Regions from separate parts of the Mus musculus genome. Here regions 1, 2 and 3 are each linked to region 4. Evidence: chromatin contacts called from public HiChIP or PLAC-seq and promoter capture Hi-C data. All regions are on one chromosome and are shown on one strand. The core of a region is the stretch at or near the end of the contact, and the rest is flanking DNA. Distances in the headings are between cores, read along the strand shown.

Region 1 (5,655 bases), core at 1,055-3,554, 760 kb before region 4:
CACACACACACACGGTGGGGGATATTTCTACTGTTACTACTACTACCAATAATGATGTAATAATAATTAATAATAATATCATCATCAAATGCAAATGCACCCCTTACTTCAAGCCTGGCTACACATTCTGCGATAATTCTTTGTCATGGAGCACCATACTGCACATTCTGTGATCTTCAGCAGATTCCAGTAGCTGTCCTCTCTGTCCTACTTTTGACAACAAAAATGTCTACAGACATTGCCATAGCCCCTGGGGGAACAAAACGGTTCCCAGATGAAAACCACTGCAGTAAACACTTCATGCCCATTAAGTCATCCAGTGCCTGCAACAACCCCAGAAGGCTTTCCTCACCTCAGGCCAGTTCTGTTCTGGGTAATCTCACCATCCAGGTGAATTTGAAGAAACCATTCAACAGCATGGTGTCTCTTGATTGTATTACTCTCCGGTAGCCAACCTACAAGGCAACAGACAAATCCTTCAATTAACACATTTTGTAAGGAAAATTATCTCTTCTTAACAAGGTCTGTTTGAGCCCCCCCCCCACTGGGGGGGAGGGTCCCAGGATTCCCCAATCTCTTCATTCACATAGCGTGTCATCCAACAAATATTTACTGAACACTTAGGTTGCTTCGTGAACCTTGGAGAATCGGTAGCAGACAGGCAAAAATCCCTGTCTCACTTCCTAGTGCAAGTGGACACTCAAATGAAAGAGAAATCAAGTAGATAATGAAAATAACTTATTGTCAGGCAATGGTCCGTGCTCTGAATGAATGGGCTGGGCACAAACTGGCTATGTGAGGATGCTAAGAGAGCCTTGTTATGGTCCCATTGCCATGCCACGTGGGACAAGGCTTAAACCACAGGGACAGAAAATAGATAAGTGGTTGCCACAGGCTAGAGATAGACAACATAGAGACAGACACGAGGGAATTGTTAGAGCACAGAGATGTTCCATGACTACGTTGGGTTTTGTGGCAACTGTATATTAGTTAAAATTCTGGAGCTATATACTAGAAAGAGTAGCTTTGTACTATATGTAAATTATTACAACATTCTCCCTCCACAGTCTTTCCCTTCCTTAGTGCAGTCTCTTTGCTATTTTAGAAATGGAGGTTATTGAGAAAGGAGCTATAATGTTGTTCCCAACGCTGGCATATATCCCCCGGGCAGCTCAAACAGCACTGACCAGAAACTCAGAACCTCAGAGGAGGCTACCAGGAGACAACCGACATGTTTCATCACATCCCGTGGTTGCAGCAAGGTTGTGGCAAAGCACAAGGGCACACTGGATATCCCCCTTCCGTGGTGGGGTGAGGCAGCTGGCCAGCCTTAGAAGTATAAGCAGCTCTTAGAACCAGCTCCTTAGAGAACCAGGAAAGGTACTGGGCCTGTCTCAGGTCACAGGTGAGCGTCACCCCATCTATTTCTTCCTCAGAGGGGGAAATCTGGTTTGATCTGCCAGCACTGGACTGAGGATGCTCAGAACTGGGCAGCCACCCCAGGCCTGCTTATTTAAGCTTCCTCAGAGGGAAGCTTATATCCAGTCCACATACTACCAGCTACTTTGCAGCCACTGCCACCCCCACCCAAGTCACCTATGGCTGGAAGGAAGGACTTGTTTTAACTAACAAACCCTGCAGTACTAAGATAAGCAGCCTGTGCAGGAATGAACCTGTTGAAACTGCTTTCTTGCCTTCTCAGCTAGCGCCCTCAGAAGGGACAACCGGCCTGTAATGAGTTCCCTGGGTCTCTGAGGTATTCCAGCCTCTGGCCACAAAGCTTTGGGTAACTCCTTTGATATGGAAGTGCCTTATCTTAGATATGTGCATATAGAAGTGGAAATACATGATCAAGACATCCTTCACAACACTAGAGCAACATAGCAACCTTCGATTGTTTGATAACATAAAACATTAATGGCTCAGTCTGAAAAGATGAGATTCCCATAGATGCAGGCTGAGACTTCAAAGCATCCAAAACAAAAGCTTGACTGCAGCAAGTGAGGCTTTCTGTATCTTATTAACAGCATTTCTTGACTTCCTTGGGGTTGGCCCAGAGTATGAGAGGCCTTTGTTCCCTCTCTCCCCGGTATCGTGTAGATTGGTATCTGACTGCACTGTGCCATCTTCCTGATGTCTTTGTAGCTCAGGTCAGCTGCTTATTAAACAGCCAGAATCTTTCCCCAAGTGCTCTGTGCCAAGAATAGACACTGAACACAGAAGCAAGTGTGAAGGCAGAGGGTGCGTGTGTGCTTAAAAGTTGAACAAGACTGGGGGGGGGGGTGAAAGAGGAAGCGTGAAAACCAACGAGCAGTGTGGGGTTTGTGTGGCTCTGATTCATTGTTCACTCTCTTTTCCATAACGAGCAGTGTGGTGTCTCCCGGGCTGTGGATCACCCCATATGATCGACAGGTGCTGATGGATACATCCGAGGCAGGCCGACCATTGGCACTCACAGCAGCAAATCTGTAAACATTCATACAAAGTGTGGCTATGAGCTTGCTCTCAGAGAACATGAGAGCAGAAACCAAAGTGGGTTGTTCTTTTCCGTTATTAAACAGCCATCAGGAAATGATATATCAAACACAGAGCTGGAACAGTCTTTAAATTACGAAACGACTAATCAGTAGGCACGCAACAGTTATTTATTTTTTTTAGCAGTGTATAACAAGCATATTGAGATGTTAGGCTGCTTATCATAATACAGGAAAACAAACACAAGCACTTCCTGTTCATCTCCTCATTCTTGTAAGATGATGGAATAATTAAAGTCTTCTAAAATTTCATGAAACTTGTGGTATAATACTGTAAAATAGAAGAAAGTTTCTGTTTGTATGTGTTGCAATGCTCAGGGTGGGGCTATTCTATTCAACAGAGTGGCTATTTTATTTCTCAATGGTTTATAGGACAAGGGTATTTTTCATTCATTCATTTATAAAATATTTATGAATTCCTGTAGCAGACATTCTCCACCAGTCAGAGAGCCAGGCAAGTAAACCCATATTCATAGCCAGAACATACCACAACAGAGAGAAAGGTGCCCTGGGCACTATGGGTGGGAGATGTAGGAAGAACACAGCAAGCTTTGAGAGGCCCAGATTCAGCAAATATCAGAAAAGTGTGTGTGTGTGTGTGTGTGTGTGTGTGTGTGTGTGTGTGCAGATTCAAAGGCCTGACTGTGGGAAAAAATAATGGGGTATAGACAAAGCAAACGGTTCAGAATGGGCACAGTGCTAGAGTGGCAAGCAGCAGCTTGTTAGACCACGAGGGGTCTTAAGCCATGCTGTGGTGAAACATAAAAACAGCAGTCAACAGGGTCGGGTAGCCCCACCTCCAAGTCAGAAAGTGTGGTCTCGAAGAAGGGATCTACTTACAGATGGCCAATGGAAATAGGTGTGTAAAAGAATGCATACTGCTTCCCATGTCTGTGTGGAGCAGCTGTGAGGTAAATGTTCTGTAAGGGTCTGAAGGAGAGGAAAGTACCTTCCTTCCACATGTAAAGAATGAGTCTTCCCAGGAGACAGAGCTCATGCTCACGGGCCTGAGGTCAAATCATGATGCTCTATGAGTTGACAGGAAACTATGCCCTATCTGCTGGCCACATGGTCTAGAGAACAAAGGGGCCTTAGCTTTCCCTGTGCCGGGGGCAGGCTCCATGACTCTCACACGAAAGGCAGGACCATGCTCTTACCACATTGCCTCAGTTACTTTTCTGTTGCTGTGATGAGACACCATGAACAAAGCAACTTAAAGAAGGGAGAGTTTATTTCGTCTTACACTACAGAGAGAGAGTCCATAATGACAGGGCAAGCATGGTGGCAGGCACCTTCAAAAGCTGGCAGAGAGCAAAAGTGATGTGGGGGTGAGGCTTTAAGTTCTCAAAGGCTGTCCCAAGCGACATACTTCCTCCAGCAAGGCTGACCTGGAACTCCATAGGCAGACTGTGCTGGCCTCAATCTCAGAGAGTCACCCATCTCTGTCTTCCAAGCTCTGGGGTCACAGGTGTGTGCCATCACACTCAGCTCTTTTAATTAATTAACTAATTACTTATTTGTGTGGCTATGTGTGCCATAGTGCACCTATGGATGCAGTCGGAGAGCAGTCTGAAGTAGTCAGTCCCCTTTACCATGGCCTCTGAAGAACCTACGTGGACCATGAGGCCTTCATGCAAAGGAAGGCCTTCTACTTCCTTGAGCCAGCTTGCTGGGCCAGTTCTTCCTCCCAAGTTTGAGACCTTGGTAGAATGTGTGTCTTAGCATTTCTGTATCTTCATGGAACTGCTTTGACTAGGAAAAAAAACCTGTCCATCTCTGAGATTGCTTTTGAGGTTTTCATTTGGAGTCATTTTTTTTTTGAGCATCAACAATTAACCTCAATTTTATAATTATTATCGACTAAAATGTTTTGAGCACTTACAAAGGACACTGCATTAACATTGTCTCAGTTATCAGCAATAAGATTCTAAGTTCAACTATTCCACTTCTAGTCGTTCTTATATGGTTTTATTTCAGGGACAAATATCTGGGCTTTTATTGATCTATCGCTGCTTTCTGATTCTGTGGAATGACATTGTTTTCACTGTTCTTTCCATCTCATAACCACTGCACTTCAGTTTTGCAGTTTTAACTCCATATTGTTCTTCAGGGTTACTATGAGAAAAACTAGAAAAGTATGACAACCAAGTCAGATACTACAATATTTGTTTTTTTTGAGACAGGGTTTCTCTGTATAGCCCTGGCTGTGCTGGAACTCACTCTGTAGACCAGGCTAGCCTGGAACTCAGAAATCCACCTGCCTCTGCCTCCCCAATGCTGGGATTAAAGGCATGCGCCACCACGCCTGGCCCAGATACTACAATCTTATTACCTAGGCAGGTCATAAGTCTCCGATAGTTATAAAAAGGGATATAAGCTATTTCTCCAGTGTGGACTCATTCTTCTACTAAAAACATAGTTGTTACGCACCTTCTCTGTGATGAACATGGTAAACAACAGACAGAGAGATGTAGCAGCGTTCTAAATAAGCAACGTTCTAGCTCACAGGACTTACATTCAAATGAGCTTAGGGAACCAGAGATGGAAGGCACTGAGTGCTTAGTGCTGAAAAGTGAGGTACTGAACAAGGACTGAAGACATCCATAGGTGACAAGGAAGAAGGAGCCAGCCAGCTGTGTGAAGGGCTAACAGCATGCCACATAAGGGACCCTTGGTGTGTGGACACACAGAGAATGTGTTGGGGACAGCTAAAAGAGCAAGTGAGAGTAGCCCAGCCAGGCTAGTGTTAGTGATCATGACTGCAAAGGATGTGTGGATGGCTTTTGCTGGAGTGATGGAACTAATAATTAGAAAATCAGAATCAAGCCGGGCGTGGTGGCGCACGCCTTTAATCCCAGCACTTGGGAGGCAGAGGCAGGCAGATTTCTGAGTTCGAGCCCAGCCTGGTCTACAAAGTGAGTTCCAGGACAGCCAGGGCTATGTAGAGAAACCCTGTCTCGGAAAACCAAAAAAAAAAAAAAAAAAAAAAAGAAAAAATGAAAATCAGAATCAGCTAGAAAGTCTAGTGAGAAAGACTCCAGCATAGAACAAGTAGCACGGGAGAAGAAGTGGGATGTGAGGGTGCCTGTCCTAAATTGGGGTCCGCTTTCTTTGTTGTATC
Region 2 (5,399 bases), core at 1,404-3,903, 760 kb after region 4:
CATATGCAGGCATGCCCACATACATCACATACAAGACACTGCATGTAAAGAGCGGAATATCAGTTTTGTCAGGAAACAGCCATTGATCAGATCCTAGATTTCTTAACCCAGGCAAGGAAAGTATCATCCACATAATCAATAATAACTTAATACAATGTTTTTCTAAAACTCATTCCCGTTAGTGTAGCGAGTAGCTATAAAACACTGTGGTATGTCTCTGGGATACATAAGGAATTATATCACAAAGGTACTGTCTATTTTAAAGTTGTGGATAGAAAGATAGTAAGATTCCATTTTTCTTAGATAAATTTAGATAGCCACTAATCAGGGTAAGCAACAAGAAGAACACAATTCTAGTACTCATGGGAAGGGTTTCAAGTGTTGGTTCCTGCTCCAACAGAAAAAGAATCCAATATTTGTTTGCTGTTTCTCCTCTGGCAGGAAAAGCCCTCAGAAAATAGAAACATGACATACAAAATAACTGTTCTAAAATATTGTTTGCACATGTGTTCTTGTAATATTTGTCTTTTCCGAGATAATGTTGTAGCCTGTGTTCATATTACTGAAACTAATGTAAAGTATTACTCTGTTACATTATAGCTCTTCCAGCTTTCAACTACCTCTTTACAAAGGTTCAGACTGCAGGATTCTACCCAGCTCCTTAAAGGTGAATAGTTTAAAGTATCCATTTGGGGAAGAAGTAACAGTGTCAGAGGACAGCAACCACACTTGAACCAGAATAGGGTCCCAACCTGAGTCCTTAGGGTCCCAACCTGAGTCCTTTCTCAAAGCCTGGCACATGGCTTTCTGTTTCTGGGAACTTTCCGAAGGTATCTACAAACCTAACATAACAAGTTCAAAAGGACAGTGGCAGACCTCTTGCATCTGCGACATCCCCTACCCCACCCCCACACTCCACAGATGGGACCACTCCCCACCCCAGCCACCCTTGTTCCCACCACATTTCTGCCTGCCTTGGGGGTGGGGGGGTGCCCATCCTCAGGACAAATACTATCTTCCCAAACAGATGCCATTTCTAAGATTCTGTTAAGACTCTCCAAATTCGGAGAAACCCTGAAACAAGACAAAGCCTAACTTCATAAAGAAATGCCCCCTCCCAGAGTCCTGTCTCCGCAAGGTCAGCCATAAGAATTCAGGTACTACTACCATGGCCATTTCAGGGAAGGATCTGTAGTATCATAACAAGAAAGAAAATTTAGATTTAAGGTACCAAATCCTAAAACAACAGACCAGCTGTCATAATTTATTCTGAAATCGGTAAAATGAAGAAACAAATAACAAAAAGGGCCAGCCTCACAAAGTTTATTTCTTGATATCAAAATGATATTGTTGTTATCGTTTTATGACTTTCATTTAAGACACTGAGCACAAAGCAAAGTCAGGGACAAGACTTTTTAAAACTGCTCCCTCTAAGAGCCCTCTGGGCTTCAGACACTGACCTAATTCTCTCTTCATGTGAGCCCTCTCAAATCACTCAGTCCATCCCCAAGCGATCAGAACAGTCGTGGCTGTGCAGAATCTTGCTACAAAACGGTCCCAATTCTTCATCTGATTTCTCCAGCTTTTTTTTTTCTTTATGCCCCACACTCCCTTGGCCTTTGGGGCCTGACCTCCTGTTTTCAGACCTCTCCATCAATGGAGAGACTACCTATCATTGTTTCTACGGGACTCCCGCATCCTCCCTCCGCCCAGCTAGTTTTCGTCGCACAAATGTCATTTCTGGCGTCTGAGCCACCATTCCTCCCAGGGAGCAGCAGTGGGGCGTTCGGGACCCCGATGACCGGCTTCCCTGATCCGGCCCTCGGCACACAGCCATTTTCTAGTTAAAAACGCTCTCGGCGTTGCAGAGGGGACAGGAACTTTGCCCTCTCCTCCTTTCTGCAGAGCTGGGTTCTCTGCACCCCGGGAGACGCTGGCCAGGTCTCTGAGTCTCCCGCAAGAGCGCGCCGCCCGGCAGGCAGGCCGGCCCCAGGGCAAGGGGGCGTGCGCTACCGGTCGCCCGCGCCCACCCGCACTTTGCCCTCCGCAGTCTCCGCCCGGGCACAGCCCTGCGACCCGGTGTCCTCGCCCGGCCCTGCCGAACCCCAGCTCTGGGTGGGAGTGAGGGAGTAATGGGAGTGACGGAGCGAGCCCGCAGCCAGAGCGCCGGCCCTGCAGCGCGGGCGCGGGGCGAGCGGGACTCCGCAGCGGACGCCTGCTGCAGATGCGACGGCAGCTGCTGCAGCTGGGGCTGCGGCTGGGCGACCGGCGGTGACCGCCAGAAACCGAGCAGCAGCCGCGAGGGCACAAGCAGCCAAGCTCGCCGGCTGCCCGGCACCCCCGGCGCACTCCGGGCCATCCCTCGGATCCCCGGGCTGAAGGCATGGAAGGAAGCGGGGCTCACCAGCGCTGCGCGGCGTTCGATCGGCTCCGGACCCGGCTCCCAGGTCTCGCAGTCCGCTGAGCACCCGGATCAGCTGCGGGCTGCAGCACGCGAGCTTCCTACTTAGAGCAGCACTGGCTCCGGCGACTGAGCATGCCCAGTGCGGCTCCGCGAGGCCCGCGCAGGGAGCAGCGGCAGCGAGATTCCACTTCTCCAGGCTTTGGCGGCGGCTGCGCGAGGAAAGGCTTGGAGGGGCCTGGCGGAGCCGGGCGAACCCAGCAAGGCGGGGCCGGGGGCGGAGGCCGCGGCGGAAGGGGGCGGGCCGCGCTCCCAGGGCGACCCCTGCAGGTGGAGGCGGCCGAGCTGCGGCACAGCAGGGAGGCAAGGGGCGCCAGGGTGACACCCAGAGGCTGGGGGTTGCGGGGCAGCCCGGGTATCCCCTCCAGGTGGCCTAGCGTCTGTCTGCACCAAAAGGCAGTTTGGGAAACTCTTCTCTCACGCGTCTGCGTTCCTGTAGAATGGAAAAATACCCCAAGATGAGAGCTGTCCACAGCCTTCCAGGCTAACTGAATGTTAAAAGGTGAAACTTTCTCCTGCCTTCTGCCTCCTTCATCCCCCATGGCTAGACATATGCCACACAGGAACATTCCTGCCCTGGAAAATCACAGCGAGATAACGCCATGCAAGAAATATGCCTGCGAACAAGGAAAAGCATTATCTACTTGCTACCTGTTCGTTAGGCATTAAGTGGATTTACTGCAGGCACCTGGAAGTCCTTGATTTGTTTCTCCATCAAGCCAAGGGGTGTTAAACTGATGCCTAAGTCAGACTCATCTGGGAAGGTTGCTGAAGCAGCATGCTAGGCGCGTTTCCAGGGGTTGGATGAGTCGTTGTGCCGTGCTGCACAAGCGCCTGTAAGTATCAAATCCCAGGTACTGATGCGGTTGCCATCCGAGGACTAGTCATGGGGACTCTGCTATACACAGACCATGCTACCTACCATCTCCTCTAGAAAGGTAATTCTGAAAATAATTATAACTACTAAGTAATGGCTCTTTGACAACGCACTCCTCAATCAGATAATAAACTCAGACTCATCCTCCCTACAGTGAAGATGGGCATTATTCCTTTTTTTCTTCACACAGCATGAGTTTATTGAGGTTCCACAAGATCCCCTTACTAAGACCTGTAAGCAAATCGCAGCCCCTGCCTTCATGTTTACAGCCCAGCAGTAACTGACGTCCATTGAATAGTTTCTATGAAATGCCATTTCTGCCATCTCCATACACAAGGTGTTGACATGTAAAAGTGTTGGGTTATCAGGAATGGAGAGAACGCCGTGTGTTGGTGGTCTCTTGTAATCTATAGCCTCTTCTATAATCAATATTTCCCTCAGACTCCGCGGAAGGCCAATAGTACTGCTACAGAAAAATCTCCATAAATCTATGCAGGTTCACTCTTGGAACTGAACCTCTGCATCCCAAGACTGGCCCAACGAATCCTGCGAACCATGAAGAGTCAAAAACCAGGGTTCAAATGCCAACTTGGGAAAAGCAAACTGTAGAGGGCCTTGAGACACAGGCTACTGTGTCCTTCAAGCCCAGACAGAGGAGGAAATGAACCCAAGCCCACCCTGCGAATCCTTCATCGCGGCGATCTCAGCAGGCTACCACACCAACTTGCACCTTGATCTCCCAGCCCGCCAACGTCCAGAGCCTACCCTACCACCCGATTCTCCCGGGCTCCCGGGTCGAACCGCGCCTGCCCCCTCCAGGCGGTCTACTCGGACGCGCAGGAAAACCCGCGCTGGAGTCAGCCGCGGCGGCGGGGCGGGGCGCGCAGGCGCGGTGGGCTCCAGGTTGGGCGGAGGAGGCGCCCTGCTCCACACCTGATGCAATCACCCTTCCGGAAACCGGCAGGGTCTCCAGGATCACCGCGGAAACGCTTCCTTGCCTGCTCCCGCCTCTGCGTCCCAGCCCGGTCGCCTGCTTCCTAGGCTCATTCCCTTGGCGGCCTGCGGGAGGAGTCGGGAAGTCACCTCCTTGCCAGCTGAATACTTAGATGTCCCGATTGTGAGGGGCCGGCTACAGAGCATCCTGCAGTTGTTGGAGGAAACTCCCTCGGTTATTTCCAGGGAGGACTGACGGGACTGGAACACTGGTTTTGAACTCTTCTTTGCTTCCTTCCTGCATCCTATCCATAATTTCTTCTCTGTTCCTGAAAGGGACGGTTTAAGGTGGAATGGATTGCCAGGTTCCCTGGCTAGCTAAGTATGTAACCGCGCCTTAGCTGGGCTGGAGAATGCCTGGCACCACACACTCAAGTTATAAATAAGTAATTGGCTTCCCTATACCTCATCGTTTAAGATCACAAAGAAAATCATTTCTCATTTTACCACCTTATGCAATTTTGATAGCTATTGTGATGTTGGGTTTTTTCCCCTTAGTGCTGACGCACACACGAACTGTTTTCTTAGGAAATGAACTATTCCAAGAATATCCTGAGCACTTGTTTTTATCAAGTATCAAGTAAACAATGGGTCCAGCACATTAAAAATTACCTCCTGTAAATTCCCATAAGATCAAAAGCCCTACTAAGTGGAGGTATGGGTGTTTCAGGGAATTTTAGTGGAAAGAACACTTACAAGAATGTTATAAAACCAACGCTACACCAAGTCTTTAGATTCTGTATGCTCTTTACTTCATACCCCAGAGATATCAATGGCTTCCTTAAAGAAGACAAATCGATCTATTGTGTCAGCACCACAGAGGCTGAGGCAGGAGGACAGTGAATTCAAGACTAGCCTGGACTTTACTGTCAAAAAGAACAAAAGCAAACCTGAGTGGCACTGGATAGGGAACTCCTGCCTCAGCCAGGAGTGGATTCCCAATCCACTCAAACCAGTGCAGCCACCACCACTGCTGGTTTTGAATTCACAAGTTAAATGTATAAACCAAAGGAGACCCTGTTACTGGTTTCTTCTTAGGAAGTCCATTAAGCTTTGAACATCCTTGAC
Region 3 (5,718 bases), core at 299-2,798, 660 kb before region 4:
TATGCTGGCATTGTGCTGTTTCCTGGGGATTAAGTCGTCAAGCTGGGCAAAGAGGACCCTCCCCCACTGAGCCACCTCACAGCCCTCTGAACTCTTTTAATATCTATCTTCGGTTCTGTACTGTTGTTCACACCCATTATGTATATACGTTGCTAGACTTGTAGCTGCATTCCATTTTGAGAGGTACTCATGAAAATGGCACTGCTCTTTTATTTCAAATCTGCTTATTACTGATATGGAGGGGTGTGACTACTCTTTGTGTATTAAGATTGTATCCTGGAGGCTTGGTATAATTAGCTCTACCTCTACCCCACATCCCTCCCTCTCTTCTACTGATTCTGTACACTCTCAGTCATGTCATCTGCAGTTTTCCCACCTCCTTCCTCAATCAGTATGCTTCTTTTTCTCTCCTTATTGCATTAACTAGGACTTCCACCAGAATTGAGAAAGAGTCACAAGAGGGGACATCCCTGCCTTGTTCCTAATGGGACTACTTTCAAGATTCTTAGCATTAAGTACATCAGCCTTAGGCTATTTGGAGATACTGTTTACAATTTCTATGGTACAGGGTTTTGTTGTCTTGCTTTTTCTTGTTGGGTTTTGTTTTTTGAGAATTTTGAGGGTTTGTTTTATGTTCAGTTTTGTCAAATGCTTTGTTATTATAGCTACTGATGCAACCATGTAGGTTTTTTGTTTTTTTTTTGTTTGTTTTTGATTAGCCTGTTACTATTGTGACAGAGCAAGACAATGCAGAAGTTTCTCCATCTTGTATTCTTGCTGAGGCCATTTTAGGTTTGACTACAATTTTATCTCATGGACGAGAGTCGCTGTGAAAAATTACCCAACTCTATTCTAGGAACCCGAGGTGATGATGCCCAGCTAGCCAACCTTAGCTACTGTGCAGAATCCCACTCCCTCCCTCCAGCCAACTTTTAATGCTTAGCTTCCGCTAAACTTCTTGTTTACCAGGCTCAAATACTACAGGCGAGTTCTTTTCTTTATTTTTTTCAACTATTCCTCCCCGATCACACTAGCTAAAATTGTCTTAATGGTCCTGAAAGAAAACGACTCCTCATACCTCACCTCCGTTAGGGCAAAATCAAAAATAAAAACCCTGCAAGAAAAAAAAATGAGGAATGATACATTAGTTTCTCCAAGCCTTTTTTACAAGTGGATCTTGTAGAAGCCGTCTGGCTCATGAGCCAATTCCTGCCTCCTACTTGCCAACCTCTGGGTCCAGCTTTTTTCCCCCCGGAATTCCTTTACAACCGCTCCTAGGCCAGTGGTTTCTGCTCACATAGCTCAAGACCCTTTCTGTCCATAGGGCCCGCCTGCCTCGCAGCCTCACCCAATCAGAGCTCAGGCAGGAAGTTGACCAGCCCTCGTAGCATTCAACTTCCCGGAGCTTAGCTCCACCTCCATCACGTGACTCTACCCACCCTGCCCATCTCTCTCAAAGGAGGGCTCCGGGGGCAGCTCCGCCCCACGCTCGCTGATTGGTCGCTGTTTGCACGGTCTCCTGGGTGACGAGAACGCGGTAGCGGGGCGGGGGTGTTCTGTTGCGCCTGCGCACTTACAAGAACGGGGGTGTCGCTGGAGCCTTTGAAATGAAGGTAAATAACTTACAAGTGCCAGCGGATTGAGAAGATGTGGCAGCCTCTGTATTTCCTAAACTCTCGGAGCGCGACTCTGAGGAGTTTGTGTCCCTGTCCCTCCGCGGAAGTGCTGAGGATAGAGGAATGAGCTCCGGGAGCGGGCGGGAGGGGATGATGGGCTTGTAAGGATGCAGGGAAAGGAAGCTCTGGAGAGCGGGCTGAGGGAGGCCTGTGCCCTCTGGAATCTGGTAGAAGCCTGATCTGAGTACGCCCGAACTACCGGTATCGCTACCGATTTCTTGTAGCTTAATCCTGGGCAAACCAAGCCACTGGCCCAGAGCCCTAGGGAGAATCAAAAGTCTCTAAAACAGTCATCAAGAATTACTTGGCCTGTGACCTGTCCGGTATGCAGAGCCCTGGTCGCTAGAACACATGATGGAGAAATCTGCACACCTGTGTGCGTCCTCCACTGCACGCAGGTTTTCTGATTGGGTTTGTTGTGAATTCCACAGGGGCAGCCGCTGCACTCCTGTGATTTACCTCAGAGGTACTTACCCCCGCACTGCTCTGACAAAGAAATGGAAACACCGAGTTTAAAATGGTTTCAGCTTTCCTAAAGCTTCACTGTAGCTCTTGTGTGTCCATTGGAATTGGCAGATAACTTTGCATGATTCACTTTCTGGTGTGTCGGAAAGGAGTAAATACTATTCTCTTTACAGTTAAGTTAACCGTGACCTGCAACAAGCAAACCTTTTTGCTGTTCTAGGAAAGCTGTAACTTTTATCTGAGTTGTACCTAGAACCGATATAACTCTGTGGAAGAAAACTAACCTGTAAGATTACAGCCCAAGACAGATCTGCCATGAAAGGAATAGAATCAGGTTTAAGGACGATGTATTCCCAAACTCGCAGAAGTAAGATGGTCTAGAATACGTTGAGTGAGTGTACGTGCTGGAAAAAACCTGTGTGTGCTTGGCATCATAGCGCACCTCTATCTTAAGTTGCGATTCCAGGACACAGGCTTTCGGGAGATGGGCATTTATTCAGATAGCATTGGAGGAGTTGTGTTGTCACTCAGATTCAAGTCTTCAGCTACAGTATCTAAGCTGCATCTACCTAGATAAGGGTGTGCTTGATTAATCTACAGTATTTAAAACTAATATTTTTCATCTAGGGTCATGTTCCTGAGTATTCTAGAATGTAGCAGTCTGATATAAGAATAATATAAGTCAATGAAATTTCAAATTTTTAACTTATAACAACAATAAAATTGTTTAAAAAAAACAAATAACATTGTGATAATACAGTTTGTTTTGCCGAGTATCTCCAAAATTTGTATCAGCATCTAACAGAAAAAATACCAATAAAGCCAGCATTCATTGGTAGCAATGAATCAGCCCACGCCTTTAATCCCAGCACTCTGGGGCTAGAGGCAGGTGGATCTCTGTGAGTTTGAGCTTAGTCCTATCTATATAGTGAGTTTCAGGGCAGCCAGGGCTATATAAAGAGACCTTATCTGAAAACAAACAAATTATCCATGCTATCATTTGTGTTTCTAATAGTCTTTGAAATCTGACATATAGAGTTACAACTAATGCAGATATGAGGACCTCAGTAGGTTGAATCAATGTAAAGTTTTCCCAAGTGACATATTGCCCAGCAAATATGCAATGTAAATATGTGACAAAGAAGTAGGTTTAAGTAGTGAGTAAATGAAGATAATTTTAAAGGGACTGTAAGCATCTTAGGTCTATCCAAGCTTTTTAAATAGTAATTTTGTTCAACGTAGTCCCCCAAATCTGTGTCACATTTAATAAATTCATGTTTAAATTCTTTCGGCATGCATAAAGCACTGTGGCATGTTTTTATAAAGTTAATAATTGAAGACATTTAAAAAGCATACACTTTAATACCAGAACCCAGATGACAAAGGCAGGTGGATCTTTATGAGTTTGAGGCCAGCCTGCTCTAAATAGCAAGTCCCATACAAAGCTACATATTGAGACCCTGTCTCAAACCAGTCAAACAGAAGAACAAAAAGAGTTCTCTGATAATCTCTCTTTTGCCTTGAAGTCTGTTCTAGTTTCATTCTGTTGCTGTGATAAAGTTACCTGACAGAAACAACAGAGGGGAGAAGGGTTATTTCAGTTTTCAGTTCCTGGTTACAGTCCATCAAGCAAGGGGGCACCGTGGTGGGCACATGAAGGAGCTAGTCACATGACATCCCCAGTCACACATACAGAGAAATAAATGCATGCATTCCTGCTTGCTTGGCCTCAGATCATTTCTCTTATATAACGCAGGACCCACTGCCTAGGGAATGGTGCCTCCTACGGTAGCTCTTCCCAAGTCAAGTACCTTAAGGTAGGCTAACCCAGCGTAGAAAGTCCCTTGCTGAGCCTCTCTTCCCAGATGCTCCCAGGTTGTATCCTGCTGCACCAACTACTTACCTTTGACTGATGTTGATTTTGTTTTGTTCAGTTATCATTAATTTGTTTGTTTGTTTGTTTGTTTGTTTGGAAACAGGGTCTTACTCTGTGTCCCTGGCTGGCCTGTAACTCACTGTGTGAACCAGGCTGCCCTGAATGTCACAGAGATCCCTCTATCTGTCAAGTGCAGGGATTAAAGGTGTAAGCCACCATGCCTGGCCCACGCTGTTATTTAGCTATTTATTTATTTATTTATTTGTTTTTGAATAAACATTATCACTCATTCTGCTTTCTGCATATCTGCATGATTAAACTTTGACATATTTTTCTGACCAACACATCATCTTTTTAAAAATGTAAAACTTGTGTTTATTTGTTTATTTTTTTAGCGTGTTTTCTCCCTGCTAGAAAAGTCTTGGCTTGGTGCTCCGATACAATTTGCCTGGCAAAAATCATCAGGAAACTACCTTGCAGTAACAGGGTAAGAAAAGAGTGGCTGTTTGAAATAGTGGCTATGTGTGTATGTGTCCACACCTAACCTGTGCCCATACTGTCTCTTCCGTGTGAATTCTTGTGTGATCATCTGTAGTAGAAAGAAATATTCACTCCCATTAATATCATACCTTAAAGAGTATTTTCCTCAGTCATAACTTTTTAAAAATACAGATTATAGAACTACCAAGAGAGAACACTCACATCAACTGAGATGGAGCCTAATTTTTAAATGCATGGATAAATAAGAGCAACATTGAAATAACTTCTTTATTCTGCTTGATTTCAGAGCTGATTATATTGTTAAAATCTTTGATCGCCATGGCCAAAAAAGAAGTGAAATTAGCTTGCCTGGGTGAGTACAGGGTTGGAGTGAAAACTTCAAGCTTTGTGGTCTGAAAGATTTCAAAAAGAAAATTACTGTCTTAAAATTAAATCAGGTTGAGATTAGGGCTCTCCAGAGGACCAGGTTCAATTCCCAGCACCCACATGGCAGCTCACAACTGTCTGTAACTGCAGCTTCCAGCTGTCTGTAACTCCAGGATCTGACATCCTCACCCAGACATACATGCAGGCAAGACACCAGTGCATATAAAATAAAGAATAAACTAAATGAACAGCCCCATCTCCTTTTTCTGTTTTCTCTAACTAGAAAAAGGATTACTTTCTTTAGGCCAAAGTTAGTGAAATATGTGTAGGGCACTTGAGTTGGAGTTTGTATCTATATACATAAATATTCCCAGGGAAGCTCTTTGTCATTATGATAAGTGAGTCCAAAATAAGGGGCTGGCGAGGTGGCTCAGTGGTTAAAGCATTTGGCACACAAACATGAGGACCAGGGTTCAGGTCCTGAGAACACATAAATGCCAGGGTGAGGAGAGAACAGTGACTCACCTGAAGCCTGTACACATGTGCATGCACATACACACACATGCACACGCACACGCACACATACCCCTACGCATGAAAATGAGAGAAAAACTACAAATTAAGGACTTTCCCATTAGGCATACCCAAACTGTATCTACTTTGGTCTTTTCTCTCCAGTACATCATTGGAAAAAAGTTACTTAGAGAATGAAGACATCTTCGGCCGTTGGGAAATCACTGTAAATTCAGTGTAGCATAGGCACTCAGCAGTCACTAACGTGGAGACTCCCTGGCCTCAGAGGGCTGGTGCGGCCATGCTTCTCACTGGCTCGCT
Region 4 (4,993 bases), core at 26-2,525:
CTCTCTGACAGGGTTTCTCTGTGTAGCCCTGACTGTCCTGGAACTCACTCTGTAGACCAGAACTCAGAGATTTGCCTGCCTCTGCCTCCAGAGTGCTGGGATTAGAGACGTGCCATTTAATCCCATTTAAAGTACCTAAGGCCTGGCTAATCCAATCTCATGTCTGCCTTAAGGTCTTTCTGCTGTTTGCCTACTTGGCACTCCGATATTTTGAGCAAGTTACCATCCTGGTCAGTAGCATTTATAGTGATTCAAGACTTAGGGTGGCGGGGCATGGGAAGGGGAGGGGGAGGGGAGGGGGGAGGGTGTTAATACTTCAGGAGAGTCAAATGGCTGGTTTAGGCAGTTTGACCATGGGGTTACATTGTGGCAGATGGTCTCTACACCTGGCTGGCACAGCGAGGAGGGACAAGTACAGTTGTGTTTTTAGTCAAATAATGAAACTCAGAGGGGTCAGAAAACAGCACAGGGTCTAGTACCTCCCGGCCCAGGTGCTGCTCTGTGGCGGTTACTTGACTTTTGCTATGCCCTTCATTTTTAAATTGTTACTAATACTGGCAGCACAACTCATTATTAATAAGGCAGAGTGATCCAGAGAACCCACCGACTGTCTCCTGCTGGGCTGGTGGTGAACTCCGTGTACAGCTGAGTTTTTTTTTTTTTTTTTACAGAGACTCTCTGTGAAGCTCTGGATGTTCTAGAATTCTCTATGTAGACCAGGCTGGCCTTGAACTCAAAGAACTCCACCTGCTTTTTGCCTCTTGAGCGCTGGAATTAAAGGCAGGTGCCATCATACCTGGGAAACCTGGAACTTCTGATCCTTCTGAACATTGGGATAACAGGTGTGTGCCAGGAACTATGGCTTTTATTCAGTACGGGGCACAAACACAGGGCCAGGCAAGTACGCTACCCATAGGCTCCATTCTCAGCCCGGAAGTTAAGTTCTTAGTTAAGTGCTTTTACTTAAGCTTAAGTTAACCGAGACCAGCCAGGACAGTGAAACCGATTTTCCTCTCTTGTTTCATTTCCTGAAAGAATCATCCCAGTTTCACCCCCTTTCCTTCCCTCAACAGGAGGGAATGGAGAGAGAGAAACGATCCAGAAAGGATAAAACGGTAATCAAACAGAAATCCAGCCGTGCAGCAAAAGCCCTATTTGGCCTCTTGCTTGGGTAGGTTTCACAGGCTCATGGAGGGAAACAAACGCACATGCGCACAGGCCCCTAAACCCACACAGGCGAAACCCCTTTGTGGAGAAGCCAGCCACAGGAAACTCACTTCGGCACAGGAACTTGCTAATCGCTTTTGTCACTTTCGGAGTGTTCCTCTGCCTCGGTCACCTCCGACACTGAGGCCCACCACCTTGGGCTGGACTCTGCCAGTCCGGTGTTGCAGCTTTTCCAACAGTGACTCATTGGGAGCCTTGGGGAAGAGAGAGAGAGAGAGAGGTAGACCTCAGGAGGGACTCTCAGCAGTAATAGATTTGAGCTACGTTAGCTTTTACATGGCGTGGAGAGCTACTTAGACTTCCGGAGTCAGTCATTTTGGTGATGAGACTTGGCATTCTACCCCAGGTAAGACTTTTGCCTCTTTAAAAATGTTTTTTCGGTGTCTCAGGAATCTCTGTGATTTTGTTAAGATTTTTTTCTTCTTCTTTAGGCTGAACATTGTAATGACCTTTTTTAATTTGTTGCAAAGTGTAGACTAAACTCAGAGATGGGGGTGTGTTCGGCCGTCTACCCCAACTCTAGAGTCTTAACAAGACACACTTTGGTTTTCTTTCTATTTTGCTTTGTTTTTGTTTTGAGATGAGGTCTTGGATAGCCTGGGCTGGCTGATGTGAAGTCAAAGATGGCCTTGAATTCCTGACCCTTCTGCTTCCACCTCCCAGGTGCAGGAGTTACAGGCATGTGCCACTGAGTCTTAGTTTCTAAGGTATTCCCATATGTTCTTGGGGCTGTGTCAGAGCTTGCTTGTGTGGGGACTTTAGACTTCATGCAGCAGTGTTTGATGAAGGAAATCTAAGGGCCCTCCAGCATCCACAGAGAGCAGCTTTAAAGTTATCTAGCTATGTAGAAAAAAAAAATCGAAATAAAAACCATATCCCAGAATTCCTATCTAGCTATTCTCAATCCCAATGGCCCCTTTCTGTACATTTCTAGATTAAATTTAGTTTCTCAGCAGGTTTCATGCTGTGCACTGCCAATAGATTGGCTGGGCTGTAACATCCACAGCAACAAAAGCTTGGGGGAAAATCACCGGTTTTAGGTGCTTCACTAAATTAAAGTTGTGACAGATGGGTTCAAGCGACCGGATCTAAGATGGTGCTGTGCATGAGAGAAGAGAAATATAAGGAAACCCGTCCTTCGGTGGACCTTCAAGTCTAGTAGTTACAGCGAAAGATACAGGTTAGGAAACAGTTGAAGAAGAAGCTGGGTCACAGAAGCTTTAACAGCTGTAGGGTTTCGAGAAGGGTTCTGGGAGTGAGCTGGAGTGCTCAGAAGGAAGGATGCTTATAAAGGATGGGGGCTTAGCAGGAAGCCTTAGGAAGGATGGGGGCTTAGCAGATGGAGAAGGGGAAGGTTGTTGTAGACTTGGAGGGCCATGTGGACTTTCCATAAAGAGGAGACTGACTGGCCTAGAGACTGGCCCAGTGGTTTACCCTCTGCCGGATCAGGGTTAGAAAGACAGGGTGTGGGCCAGCTGGAGAGATGAATGAGAAGAGACTACATTCTGTAGTTTTAAACCTTCTTTTAGCCATTTGTAGAGGGACTCGGCCAGTTTTGCATCCTTGGGCCACCTTCTGAGTGCTTAGGACTGTTTTGTGATACCCCTTGGGCCTCTAGCAGTGTTCCTTAGTCCATTGTGGATGCAGAGAAAGGCCTGGGGTGGGGGTCGGGGGGAACCTCTGTGTCTGTTTTCCTATTTAAAGACTTTCAATCATCTGTCTTTCTTCTGGGGAGGTTGACTAGGTGGATAAGCAAGTCTCTGACCTTGAAGAGCTTCTCTTTCAAAGAGAGTGAGCCCTTTGGGCCATATAACAGTTGTTTCCACGGACATTCCCTTAGAGAGATAGCATGTTATAGTGATTCCTGGACCATGAAAACTGGAATCTAAAACCATGGCAAATGAGCAAGAACCTGGAGTCCAGGGGCCCATGTTGAAGCTTGGCTCTGTTATTTCTGGGCCATGGGAACGTCAGACAAGTCACTGAAATTCTTCAATGTTCCTTTTTGTGTTGTTATTATAAGAGACCTTTAAATAACAGTAGCAATAACTGAAAATTACTCCCCCCAAAGGCTGCAGTTGAGATAAAATATACAAAGTGCTTAATGTAGTGTCTAGCTTACAATAAACTCTCAAAGGTCAGCCCTTAGGACTTGTAAGGATTTGGCTATGGACAATGGGGGAAAAAAAAAGGGCGCTGAGCTGGCCCAGGGGCAAGCTTTCTACAAACTTACCTTTTTAAATACATTGTTCCTTTTAAGGGAAATTGGGGGTGACAGGTAAAGGGCTGGGAATGAACTATAGACCAAACACAGAGTTTAGATATTTTATAGTGTTCACATGTGAAGAAAAGAGAACAGATTTGAAAGCAATGTTTTAAGCCTTTCCATGCCAGCTCTTCCAGCTGGCTCTGAGCATCTGCAGTTGTTTGTGAGTGTCTGTCTGGAAGGGTGTCTGAAGGTAGTGGGCAGAATTACAGAGGTTCTTGGAACCCAGGACAGAGAAAGATGCTTATTTCTTGACCCCATTTAAGTCAAGCAATATTACTTCAGTATTTTAGTTGCAATGCTAGCATGATACAGCTGAGAATTCATCCCTGCTCCACAGTTGGAATACTTTTGACCGCGAGTTATTGAAGAAGTGGTTTGGGGTCTGGATGCTTAGGGCCATTGAAAACCTGGGTTCAAAGCTTCCTGCTTTCCCTTCCTCTAGATTGCAGGTTCATATGGATCAGAAAGCCTTTTTAGGAGTGCATTGTGTAGCTGGTATGCTAATTATGAAGCCGGTTCTCAATTATGTGTCAAAGTTGCGAGGCTCTGGCGAGAGATCTCGGGGCAGCAGCCAGAAAGTGGGCCATGAATGGGAATTGAGAGGCAGCATGGCAATATTAGACTGAGGTGATCAGTGAGAGAAGGAAGCCTTTGATGGAGGGGTGGGGATGGGGTACCAGAAGCACCTGGCCTCGGTCCTCACCTGCCCAGTCACCCCTGTGACTGCTTGAATGCTCTGAGCAATCTCTGGACAGTCTGCACTAGGAACTTTCACGCTGTTCTGAGATACGGATGACTGTTGTAAGGTTGACTAGTCTAGTTTTGGCTGGACACCAGAACCACATGGAGAACTTTATGTGTCTTACCATAGCCCTGGAAAGGGCATCCAGGAATCCGTGTGATTGAAAATACAAGCCCCAAAATGACATGGAACCAGTTTTTTTGCATAAGATGATCTGAGAGCCATTAAACGAAGCTTTCTCCTACCCCAACACCAAACACGTCCCCAAACACCAGCACGGTAAACAGTGCTGGGGTGCTCCTGACTGACCTCTCTGTGTTGTGATTGACATTTGTACACCGAAGAGGATTCTCCTTTGTCCTGAATTTATTCCTTGAGATGAGTTTCTGGGAGTGACATGACTGGATTAAGGGTATGAGCAGTTTTAGCTCAATCCTGTTTTCATAAAGGGCCTTCTCTAATACCTCTAGACCAGCGGTGCTCAACCCTCCTAACGCTGTGGCCCTTTCACACACTTCTGCATGTTGTGGTGACCCCCCAACCACAAAACTTTTTCGTTGCTACTTCATAACCCTAATTTTGCTACTGTTATGAATCGTAATGTAAATATCTGATATGGGACCCCCAAAGGGGTCATGACTCACAGGTTGAGAACCACTGCTAAAGTGTTGTATACATGTAGAGCGATACAGTATTATTCTGGGAGAGCTCAAAGGGAGAGATTTACTATCAAGGAGAAAGTGTCTGATCATTTC

The links. Promoter capture Hi-C pulls out the DNA fragments that hold promoters and counts their contacts. HiChIP or PLAC-seq counts read pairs in DNA pulled down with a chosen protein or histone mark.
Region 1: a promoter capture Hi-C map of the HPC-7 cell line shows a contact between it and region 4, with 2.7 times the contacts expected there. The contact joins the enhancer-like site here to the promoter of Rhoh in region 4. A contact is called at or near these places in 4 of 39 promoter capture datasets (the HPC-7 cell line, liver, pre-B cells and 1 more) and 3 of 115 datasets of contacts at active chromatin or transcription factors (effector CD8 T cells, memory CD8 T cells and microglia).
Region 2: an H3K4me3 HiChIP or PLAC-seq map of bone marrow-derived macrophages shows a contact between it and region 4, with 5 times the contacts expected there. The contact joins the promoter of Apbb2 here to the promoter of Rhoh in region 4. A contact is called at or near these places in 3 of 39 promoter capture datasets (hippocampal neurons, neural stem cells and stem cell-derived epiblast-like cells), 1 of 115 datasets of contacts at active chromatin or transcription factors (bone marrow-derived macrophages) and 1 of 9 other capture datasets (macrophages).
Region 3: a promoter capture Hi-C map of pre-B cells shows a contact between it and region 4, with 2.8 times the contacts expected there. The contact joins the promoter of Wdr19 here to the promoter of Rhoh in region 4. A contact is called at or near these places in 5 of 39 promoter capture datasets (liver, neutrophils, pre-B cells and 1 more) and 1 of 115 datasets of contacts at active chromatin or transcription factors (memory CD8 T cells).

Annotation. Positions count from the first base shown.
Region 1 is chr5:65,100,572-65,106,226 of GRCm38.p6, forward strand. No RefSeq gene overlaps it. Among named protein-coding and RNA genes, the nearest start is that of Tmem156, 12 kb to the left of the region's middle. Within about 2 kb of position 2,305, at least 106 of the 459 cell types and tissues checked have an H3K27ac peak or open chromatin away from gene starts, as enhancers often do. A contact at or near this core is called in the HPC-7 cell line, memory CD8 T cells and microglia, where this site is marked.
Region 2 is chr5:66,616,164-66,621,562 of GRCm38.p6, forward strand. Apbb2 (amyloid beta (A4) precursor protein-binding, family B, member 2) reads right to left here and starts at 2,654. Exons shown (of 17, transcript NM_001201413.1): 1 at 2,405-2,654.
Region 3 is chr5:65,198,148-65,203,865 of GRCm38.p6, forward strand. It overlaps Wdr19 (WD repeat domain 19), which reads left to right and starts at 1,549. Exons shown (of 37, transcript NM_153391.2): 1 at 1,549-1,613; 2 at 4,413-4,504; 3 at 4,805-4,870. The coding sequence starts at 1,608.
Region 4 is chr5:65,862,309-65,867,301 of GRCm38.p6, forward strand. It overlaps Rhoh (ras homolog family member H), which reads left to right and starts at 1,276. Exons shown (of 3, transcript NM_001081105.2): 1 at 1,276-1,573.